3 separate regions of the Mus musculus genome follow, and all the other regions are linked to region 2. A link is a contact called in public Micro-C and promoter capture Hi-C data. All regions are on one chromosome and are shown on one strand. The core of a region is the stretch at or near the end of the contact, and the rest is flanking DNA. Distances in the headings are between cores, read along the strand shown. Region 1 overlaps Zfp609 (zinc finger protein 609). Region 2 holds the start of Snx22 (sorting nexin 22). Region 3 holds the start of Oaz2 (ornithine decarboxylase antizyme 2).

The links. Promoter capture Hi-C pulls out the DNA fragments that hold promoters and counts their contacts. Hi-C and Micro-C count contacts between places; a contact is called where the count stands out from the background.
Region 1: a promoter capture Hi-C map of liver shows a contact between it and region 2, with 2.1 times the contacts expected there. The contact joins the enhancer-like site here to the promoter of Snx22 in region 2. A contact is called at or near these places in 6 of 39 promoter capture datasets (the C10 cell line, embryonic stem cells, hematopoietic stem and progenitor cells and 2 more), 1 of 484 Hi-C or Micro-C datasets (pre-B cells) and 1 of 115 datasets of contacts at active chromatin or transcription factors (large pre-B cells).
Region 3: a contact with region 2 is called in a Micro-C map of embryonic stem cells, with 3 times the contacts expected there. The contact joins the promoter of Oaz2 here to the promoter of Snx22 in region 2. A contact is called at or near these places in 10 of 39 promoter capture datasets (the 3T3-L1 cell line, the C10 cell line, the HPC-7 cell line and 5 more), 1 of 15 datasets of contacts at CTCF or cohesin (large pre-B cells), 7 of 484 Hi-C or Micro-C datasets (B cells, CD4 T cells, CD8 T cells and 3 more), 8 of 115 datasets of contacts at active chromatin or transcription factors (the 230-238 cell line, embryonic forebrain, embryonic stem cells and 5 more) and 1 of 9 other capture datasets (macrophages).

Annotation. Positions count from the first base shown.
Region 1 is chr9:65,696,838-65,699,610 of GRCm38.p6, reverse strand. Zfp609 (zinc finger protein 609) reads left to right here. Exons shown (of 10, transcript NM_172536.3): 7 at 1,942-2,117; 8 at 2,363-2,579. Among named protein-coding and RNA genes, the nearest start is that of Oaz2, 22 kb to the right of the region's middle. Within about 2 kb of position 1,475, at least 6 of the 459 cell types and tissues checked have an H3K27ac peak or open chromatin away from gene starts, as enhancers often do. A contact at or near this core is called in liver, where this site is marked.
Region 2 is chr9:66,068,145-66,071,056 of GRCm38.p6, reverse strand. Snx22 (sorting nexin 22) reads left to right here and starts at 1,298. Exons shown (of 6, transcript NM_001379335.1): 1 at 1,298-1,451; 2 at 1,800-1,883; 3 at 2,267-2,371; 4 at 2,836-2,912. The coding sequence starts at 1,377.
Region 3 is chr9:65,675,274-65,677,973 of GRCm38.p6, reverse strand. It overlaps Oaz2 (ornithine decarboxylase antizyme 2), which reads right to left and starts at 1,426. Exons shown (of 5, transcript NM_010952.3): 1 at 1,209-1,426. The coding sequence starts at 1,228.

The DNA.
Region 1 (2,773 bases), core at 226-2,725, 370 kb after region 2:
TTTTCAAACAGATACGGAGATCATCTCACCCTCACAGTGTGCCTACCACCTATATACAAATAAAGCTCCATCCGCTGAGGCTTGTCTCTGGGCCATGCACTGTCTTAAATGATTTATGCATTTTTCCCTGTTGTTCTGTCTTCATTGTTGAGACAGTCATATTATGGAGCCCTTGTTTGTTAGCCTATAATTAACCAGCTTTCCTCCTTTTTCTTGGCTCTGCTCGCAAGTGCTGGAATTATAAGCATAGCCACCACACCCAGCTTGTGTTTCTATGCATTTGCATGTTGTGTGTAGGTCAGAGGTCAATGTCATTTATCTTCTTCCATGATTTATTTTTTTAAACAGGGTCTCTCACTGAACCTAAAACTCAATTATTCTAGACTGACTTGCCACGAGTTCCAGGGGTTTTGCTGTCTGTACCCTCACACTTGTAGAACTATGAGCACTTTGACCTGGCCTTTTCTGTAGGCCCTGGTGATCTGAGCTTTGATCCTCGTGCTTGTATGCAAGCATGGTTGCGTATGTTTGTGTGAATGTTTACCTGAATGTATTTATGTGCACCATGTGCATGCATGATACCCAGGAAAGCCAGGAAAGGTGGAGCCACCATGGAGGTGCTAGACATGAAATCTGGGTCCTTTGCAATGGAGGCAAGTGTTCTTAACCACTGATGTGTCTCTCCAGCCCAGCTTCAGTTTCTGAGACATAGTCTGGCCATCTAAGCCCAGGCTGACCTTCATCTCATCTTCCTGCCTCAGCTAACACTACAGGTGTGTGTGCACCTATCTTCCTGTTGCTTGTTTGGGAAAAGACTTTGCTGGAACTAGATTCTGTAAATTCTATGCTAGAATTTACTGTATTCAGGCTACCTTCCTTGAAACAATCCTCTTACTGTTGCCTCCCTAGTCCTGGATTAGAGCATTATATATGCTCCTGTTCTTTTTGTACTAGTATCTTTTGCTTATTTTTTAGATTTGTTTATAAATGTGTGTATGTGAGGGGCAAGAGAGGGAGAAGGAAAAAATGCATGTAATCACAGTGTTTACAGAGAACATCAGCTCCGCTGGAGCTGGGGTTACAGTCAGCCACCTGATGTGGGTGCTGAGAATTGAACACAGGTTCTCTGGAAGAACAATAAGTACTCTTACCAGATACTGAGCCATCTCTCCAGGACCACCACCCTTTTTTGAAACAGTCCTGGCTGTCTCAGAACTCATCATGTAGACCAAGCTGGTCTTGACTCAGTAATCTGCCTGCCTCTGCCTCTCCAGTACTGGAATTGAAGGTGTGTACTCCCACACCTGGCCTACCACCACCACCACCCCTTTTTCTTTTCCAATTAAAACATGGTTTCATTATGTAATCCTGGCTGGCCTGGAATAGATGAAACTGGCTTCAACTTCACCTAGGTCTGCCTGCTTCTAGCCTGAGTGCTGGGATCAAACTCAGGTCATCAGGCCTGGCAGCAAGTCCTTTTACCCATGAGCCATCTCACCAGCCCTTGTTTTGGAGAACAGGATCTCATGTAGTCTAGGCTGACACTGAGTGCAGAATTCTGTCCCAACCACCTGTGTTGGGATTATGGCTGTACTGTCATGCCTGCTAATATCTTCATTTTGATAATAAACTGAAACTCAAAAGGCTGTCACTTCATTTACAGTTATGCAGCCCAAGGCTGTCTGACTTTAACTCCTTGGATCTTTCCACTTTATCATAGGACTCTGAGATAACTCAGGAGAACTGAGAAGTCAGCTTTGGTAAACCGAGTGCTATATGCTATCCCTTCACCTGTTCTTAGCTTGTTAAAAGAGGAGGAAGCCAGGAGCTGTGGTTAAAAGTGTCTGGGACTGCTTAGGCGAGCTGATGCCACCTGACCCTTCACTAGAGCAGTCTCTTCTGCCTTCATTTCCTCTGACTGCTTGATTTCCCCTTTCCTAGGTTCCTATTTGCCTTCCAGCTATTCTTTCTCCCCGTATGGCAGCAAGGTCTCAGGTGGCGAGGACGCTGACAAGGCCCGTGCCAGCCCCAGTGTGAGCTGTAAAGCCAGCTCAGAGTCCAAAGCCCTGGACATCTTGCAGCAACATGCCAGTCACTACAAGAGCAAGTCTCCCACGGTAAGTGGAGGACAGCCCAGGTCCTTGTCCAAAGACCACGGAGTAGAAGCCACAGCATGGGAGGAGTGGGCAAGTGCAGGCCCTGACAAGATGCTACTTGGGTGACTTGATACCAGCCTCATAAGGGCACTCCCTCTATTTGTAGATACCCTGCAGTTTTAGAGTCATAATATAGGACACTGGTTAGATCACTAGTGTGTATATATCTCATTATAGTGTCTTGATATGTCTCCTTTCCTTTCCAGATAAGTGATAAAAATTCTCAGGAGAGAGATCGAGGAGGCTGTGGGGTGGTTGGGGGTGGTGGCAGCTGTGGCAGTGTTGCGGGAGCAGGAGGTACTGACAGGAGTGCCGACCGGCCCCGCACATCCCCTTCCCAGCGCCTGATGTCCACACACCACCACCACCACCACTTGGGCTATTCCTTGCTCCCAGCACAGTACAACCTACCCTATGCCGCAGGTAAGGCTCTTTCCTCCAGCTTTGTTTCCATTTCAGTAGTACTGCCTGTAACAAGGCCCCTGCCCTCAAAGAATCTTTCACCCCCAGATTTTGGTTTTTCGAGACAGGGTTTCTCTGTGTAGCCCTGGCTGTCCTGGAACTCACTTTGTAGACCAGGCTGGCCTCGAACTCAGAAATCCGCCTGCCTCTGCCTC
Region 2 (2,912 bases), core at 49-2,548:
GTTTGAGAACAGAACACTGGGCCATTGAGCACTTTACCTAGAGCCCAGTAAGGAGTGTGGGGCTGAGGTAGAAATGGAAGCCATTTCTGTGTTTACACATGAAGTGATCATTCTGTCTTGAAATCTTACTATAGCCAGGCAGGCACACATCTTTAATCCCAGTACTTGGGAGGCAGAGGCAGGCAGATCTCTGAGTTAGAGGCCAGCCTGGTTTAAAGATGGAGTTTCAGGACAGCAAGGGCTACACAGAGAAAACGTATCTACATATTTAGAAAAACCAAACCCAAACTAAGCAATGTGCCAAACAAAAATCCTACTACATTCTGAAGAAGACCAGCAGGGCGGATGAGAGCAGCTGGGGCCACCGCCTCTACACTCATTTTTGTTCCTCTTCTCTACACACATTTCTGTACCTACTTCTTATTATCTGTCCATCATCACCCATCCATCCCAGCTGAACAAGCCCATAAGGAAGCCACTATTGGGTCCTGGCTGAGTTGCTCAAGCTGACTTTGAATTCCTGGTTTCAAACAATTCTCTTGCCTCAGCCTCATAGATAAGTGGAACCCCTGGCCCGTGCCGCCCAGCTTCACTCAGTGTTTATACTTATGTTACCTGCTTTACAGCTGTGCAGAAACTCCACACAGTTCTTGATATCTAGGCCATTCGACTTTCAGTGCCAAGCCTGGGTTTTTAAACTGCCTCTTCCCCATACACTAGCTTGAAGCAAACTAGGCATGCTAAGGTAGGAAGGATGAATGGATGGACGGGTGGATGGAATAAATGAATGGTTTGTAGGTGCTCATCAAAGCTAGAATGGATCCCAGCCTCACCCCGGCACTACCTCAGTTGGAGTCTTCAGGTGGTGCTACCAGGGACCACATGAAAGAGGGAAGGTTGTGGTGGCTAGGTTCTCTAAGAACAAGGATGGTCCTAACCGGAAGCCCAGACCTGAAACCCACTGTGCCTTCCTCTGACACCTTAGCATCCAGGACATTCAACAAAGACCAGGTGAAATTTTAGAGAGACCAGGTAAAATGTACCTCGGCTGACTACCTGGGATACTAGGGAAATGTTTGACAAATGGGTGACCCTGCTGAAGGTTCCTTCCCTTGCATGGCGACCCATGGTGTTATCTTCTGGCCTCAGGACTTTAGTGAGCCAGGGAACACCCTGGGCGTGGCGAGGGCGGGCTCCCGTATCAGAGGGTGGAGCCTGGGGCTGAAAAATCCAGAGAGTGGGGCGGAGCCTACGGCCCGGGGGCAGGGCCTGGAGCCCGAGGGCGGGTCAGCCTCTTAGGGCTGCTTGGCTGCTCCAGGGAGTTCGGGTGCCCAAGCGCTCGATCCGGGAGAGGCTGCAGCCGGGTCGGGGCGCGGATGCTGGAAGTTCACATTCCCTCGGTGGGGCCCGAGGCCGAAGGGCCCAGGCAGAGTCCAGAGAAAGGCCACATGGTGAGCAAATGGACGAAGAGTGTGTGCGGGGATCTACCGATTATCTTCGCGATCAGCGCAAAAGGGACCCAGAATTCAGGGCTAGGACATTCGTCGCAAAGGTTCGGGGTTACTTGGCTTTGCCAGCCCCTTGGACAATGGTTTGGGCTCTTGAGGGGTCGCTTGGAGCAGAGGGGAGGGCCGGTTACCCTTTTCTTTCAGGTGTGTCTGGGGTTCGGAAGGGGTTTCCCTGATGGTGGCACGCCAAGTCGGCTTTGTGCCTTTCTAACACCAGAAATTGGGCGCGTCTCGCGGCGCGGGTCCTACTGCATCCTTTGGACCCGCCGTCTGCACTCCTCCGCCCGCCAGGTGTTCCAAGTGGAGGTGCTGTACAGCGGACGCAGACACACCGTGCCGCGGCGCTACAGCGAGTTCCACGCTCTACACAAGCGGGTGAGATGTCGCGGACTACCCACCGATTTGGCTCCAGGCCAGGTCCCTCGGTGGCATGAGAAAGAGCTCTGATCCCAGCTTCTGGTTGGTCACCCCCATTACTGTCCCAGCCCCCAGGAGGGTGCAGATCATAGGCGACTCCCCCTGGGCTGCAGGGCCCCTCGCGGGGAGGACGCAATGGCTAGAGCTCAGCTCAGACTGACCTTGTCCGTGTGCGTCCTTTCCACTCTCTGGCTTGTCACTTCTGTCCCAACCACCTCTTGCCAGCTGTCCCAGGTTGAAGCTTAAAGACAGACATATAGAGAGGACTGGAGAAAGTCCTCAGCTAGATGCAGTGGGCTTGAGTGCTTTGCTGGGAACTCACCTCTGTAACTGATGTACAGATCAAGAAACGGTACAAAGTGCCTGACTTTCCCTCAAAACGCCTGCCCAACTGGAGGACCAGAGGACTGGAACAGCGCCGGCAGGGATTAGAGACCTACATCCAGGTGTGCACGGGGTACACTTGGTTGCCCCTAAGTCTGAGGGACCAGGGGAGACCCAGTTAGAGATGTGGGAGTGTGTTGGGTCCCACAACTTGGGGTTGTTATTCAGTATCTCAGGCTCTTTATCCAAATGAGTACGAACTTTTCTATCTGGGTTATTGAAAGTTTTGAATAATCCAATGAGTAGATTCTTCACCCTTAGGGTGTTTTCCTGTATTTTCTTCATGAGGTGTGTGTGGACTCCTTCCTCTAACAGTGATAGTTATTTGACTAGCCTGCCCACTTTGTGGTGCTAGTCTTTGCGGTTCATTCCTTAGGATGACCCTGAGTTTGGGCTAATACTTATTTCTACTGCCTTGAAAGTCTTCATTATTTTGGAACAAATGTCCTCAAAATTGTTGTAATGGGTTGTGCAATTAGTAGCTGGATCTTATCTGATTGCAGACTTTCTCTGCCTTCTTCTCTAGGGCATCCTGTACCTGAATCAGGATGTGCCCAAGGAGTTACTGGAATTCTTGAGACTTAGACATTTCCCTACAGACTC
Region 3 (2,700 bases), core at 177-2,676, 390 kb after region 2:
GGTTTCAAAAAAGTTTTGGAGGGTTTAGCACCGAGCCTTACAGGGGAAGGCAAAGGAATCATTTCTGAATTGCTAATGAAAGCCAAGATAATACATAAGCAAGTGGCATTACAAATCCTGAGGGATCAGAAAATTCTGGAATAGCTTTGGAGAAGAGCGTCTGTCTGGGACAGAAATGTGGGATATCTGAGGACATGGAAAAAGGGAGGGTAACTAAAGGGATGACTTCTGCCTACTTTGGTTGAAAGTTAAGAAACCCACACCATTTCAAAAGAATAATGCATTTCAAATCCTGGGGGAAACAGGGATTGGGTCTTGAGGTAGGTAACTTCCAAAGGCCCAGGATCTGGTTTTGGAGGCCCTGGAGTGAAATTTAAAAGGGGGTAGCACTTAATGATCTTCCCAGGAAAGGGGAGAGACTAAGTTGGGCATTGTAATGATTTTAAAGAAGGGGGGGGGCGGTAAGATGAGTACCAACTGAGACTTTGTAGTGTTTAAAGGGTAAGAGTGTGTAGAAGAGTGTTGGCAACATCATTGGAAAAACAGGCTGGAGGGCAGGAATGGACTCCATAGTGTTAGAGAAATAAAGAGTGGGGGTTCCCAGACAGGAAAATGGGGCCTACCTGGAGAAGGGTGGGGAAGAGAGTGGGACTGCACATCCCAAGGAGGTGGGAAGAGGGGGAAAGGGTTGAGTTGAGAACTGCCGGACAGAGCTTGTCTTTGGGGACAGCCAGGCAGGGCTGAGAGGAGTCTGCCTGGGAAGCAATTTTCACTAGAGAATGGATTTAAAGCGATTAAGTGACTTGTGGAGGAGTAAGAAAGATTTAGGGAAGATAAGAACCAATTCGGGGAATCTGTGGGAGAAAGCCCACAGTATGGGGGACTGGGCACCGTCCCACTGGGCTTAAGAAAACGGAGCGACTGACTGGCTATGTCCAGGTTTTTTTTTTTTTTTGGGGGGGGGGGGCTCCGGGCGAGGAGAAAACCCGGATGAGGGGGATGGGCAGGGCTGGAGGAAGGGGGCTAAAGGACGGAAGGAGGCCCGATTTCAGGACTCGGGTGGCAGTGGCTGGGATGGCGAGAGGAACAGTGGGAGCGGATGGAGCCCCCTGGGGGCTGGGGGCAGGCTGCGGGGGTGGGGGGGGGTGCGAAGGCCTCTGGAGCTGCGGAGGGAGGATGGGGGCGGGGAGCCTGCGCCGGGCCGTTACCTGTCCTGGGTGTTTATCATCCTCGGTGGCTCTGCTCAGGGTGGGAGGAGGCGGCGCGGGGAGTGGGTAGGTGGACGAGTGGGTGGGTGTGGGGTCGCGCGCGCGGGCCGGTCTCTGTGGGCTAAGTCCCTGTCAGGCCGCGGGCCGAGTGCCCTCCTCTTGCCTCAGCGAGCGCCTGCCTCCAACTGACCCTCCCCGGCCGCCGCCGCGCAACCGCCCCGCCCCCAAGTACCTCATCTGCATAGCCCCACCCAGCGCCGCTTGGTGTCCTGGGAAACTGGGGCCCACAACAAAGGGCGAAGCACCGCCCCGCCTGGGCGCAGGCGTACTAAGGGCAAGCTATCATCTCGGGAAGAGGGGCGGTAGCCAGGGAGAAGAGGGGAAAGAGGTCTCTCTCGATGCCAGGAACTCAGGTTCTGCTTGGCTAAGGCCAGTCTTCATTTCTGCTTTTGTTCTTTCTTAATCATTTATGTATGTTTATTTTTTATACACATTGGTGTTTTGCCTGCATGTATCTCTATATGAGGATGTCAGATCCCCTGGCACAGGAGTTACAGACAGTGTGACCTGCCATGTAGAGGCTGGGAATTGAACCCAAGTCCTCTGAAGACCAACCGGTGCTCTTATCCGCTGAGCCCTCTCCACTCGTTCATGTCTGCCTTTTGTTTGTTTTTTGATACAGTCTTTGTAGCTCAGGCTAGCCTCAGACTCACTGGAAGATGACTTGGAAACCCCCATCCTCCTTCCTTTACTTCCTGTCCTGCCAAGTGCTGGAAATAGTGTGCCTCACCACACTGGGCACTTGCTGCTTTTGGTGTGTGGCCAAACCGAAACCGGAGAATAGTATTTGTAAACCCATGTCACTAAACAAAACAAAATCTGAAATAGAAGAATACTCCTCATAGAGTAGCACCATTTCCAGTGTGAATCTAATCCCACAGATCTTTTCCTTCAATTCATAGTACAATGACAGTGGCTTCCAGCCAATCGGTGCAAGCTGCTTCAATCGATCATGCAAGGCACCTAGTGCACTGCCACTGTCTTACCTGGCCCTCTAATCACAGAGGCCAGGCAGCAATGTACACACACCCCCAAATCCCAGCCACACTCACAGGAGAACCCTAGTTGTCAAACCTGTGCAGTCAACTTAGACTGCAGTCAGTAGAGACTGTGTAAGCCTTTATCTATCTTAGCACCCAGGAAGCAGGGGCAGGTGAGGCTCTGTGAGTTGAAGGCCAGCTTGTAGTACGCAGGCAACAAGTTCCAGGCTGCTTAGTGTAACATGGTGAGACCCTATCTTGGGGGTGGGGGAGGGAGGGGAGAGAGAGAGAGAGAGAGAGAGAGAGAGAGAGAGAGAGAGAGAGAGAGAGGTGGGGCAGAGGGAAAGGGAGAGGATGCACTCTCAGACCACAGTGGTCACCTCAAATCATCCGTTCATTTAGTCAAAGTTCAGTAAATAGCTACATACTATGTGCTTCTAGCATGGGCAGGA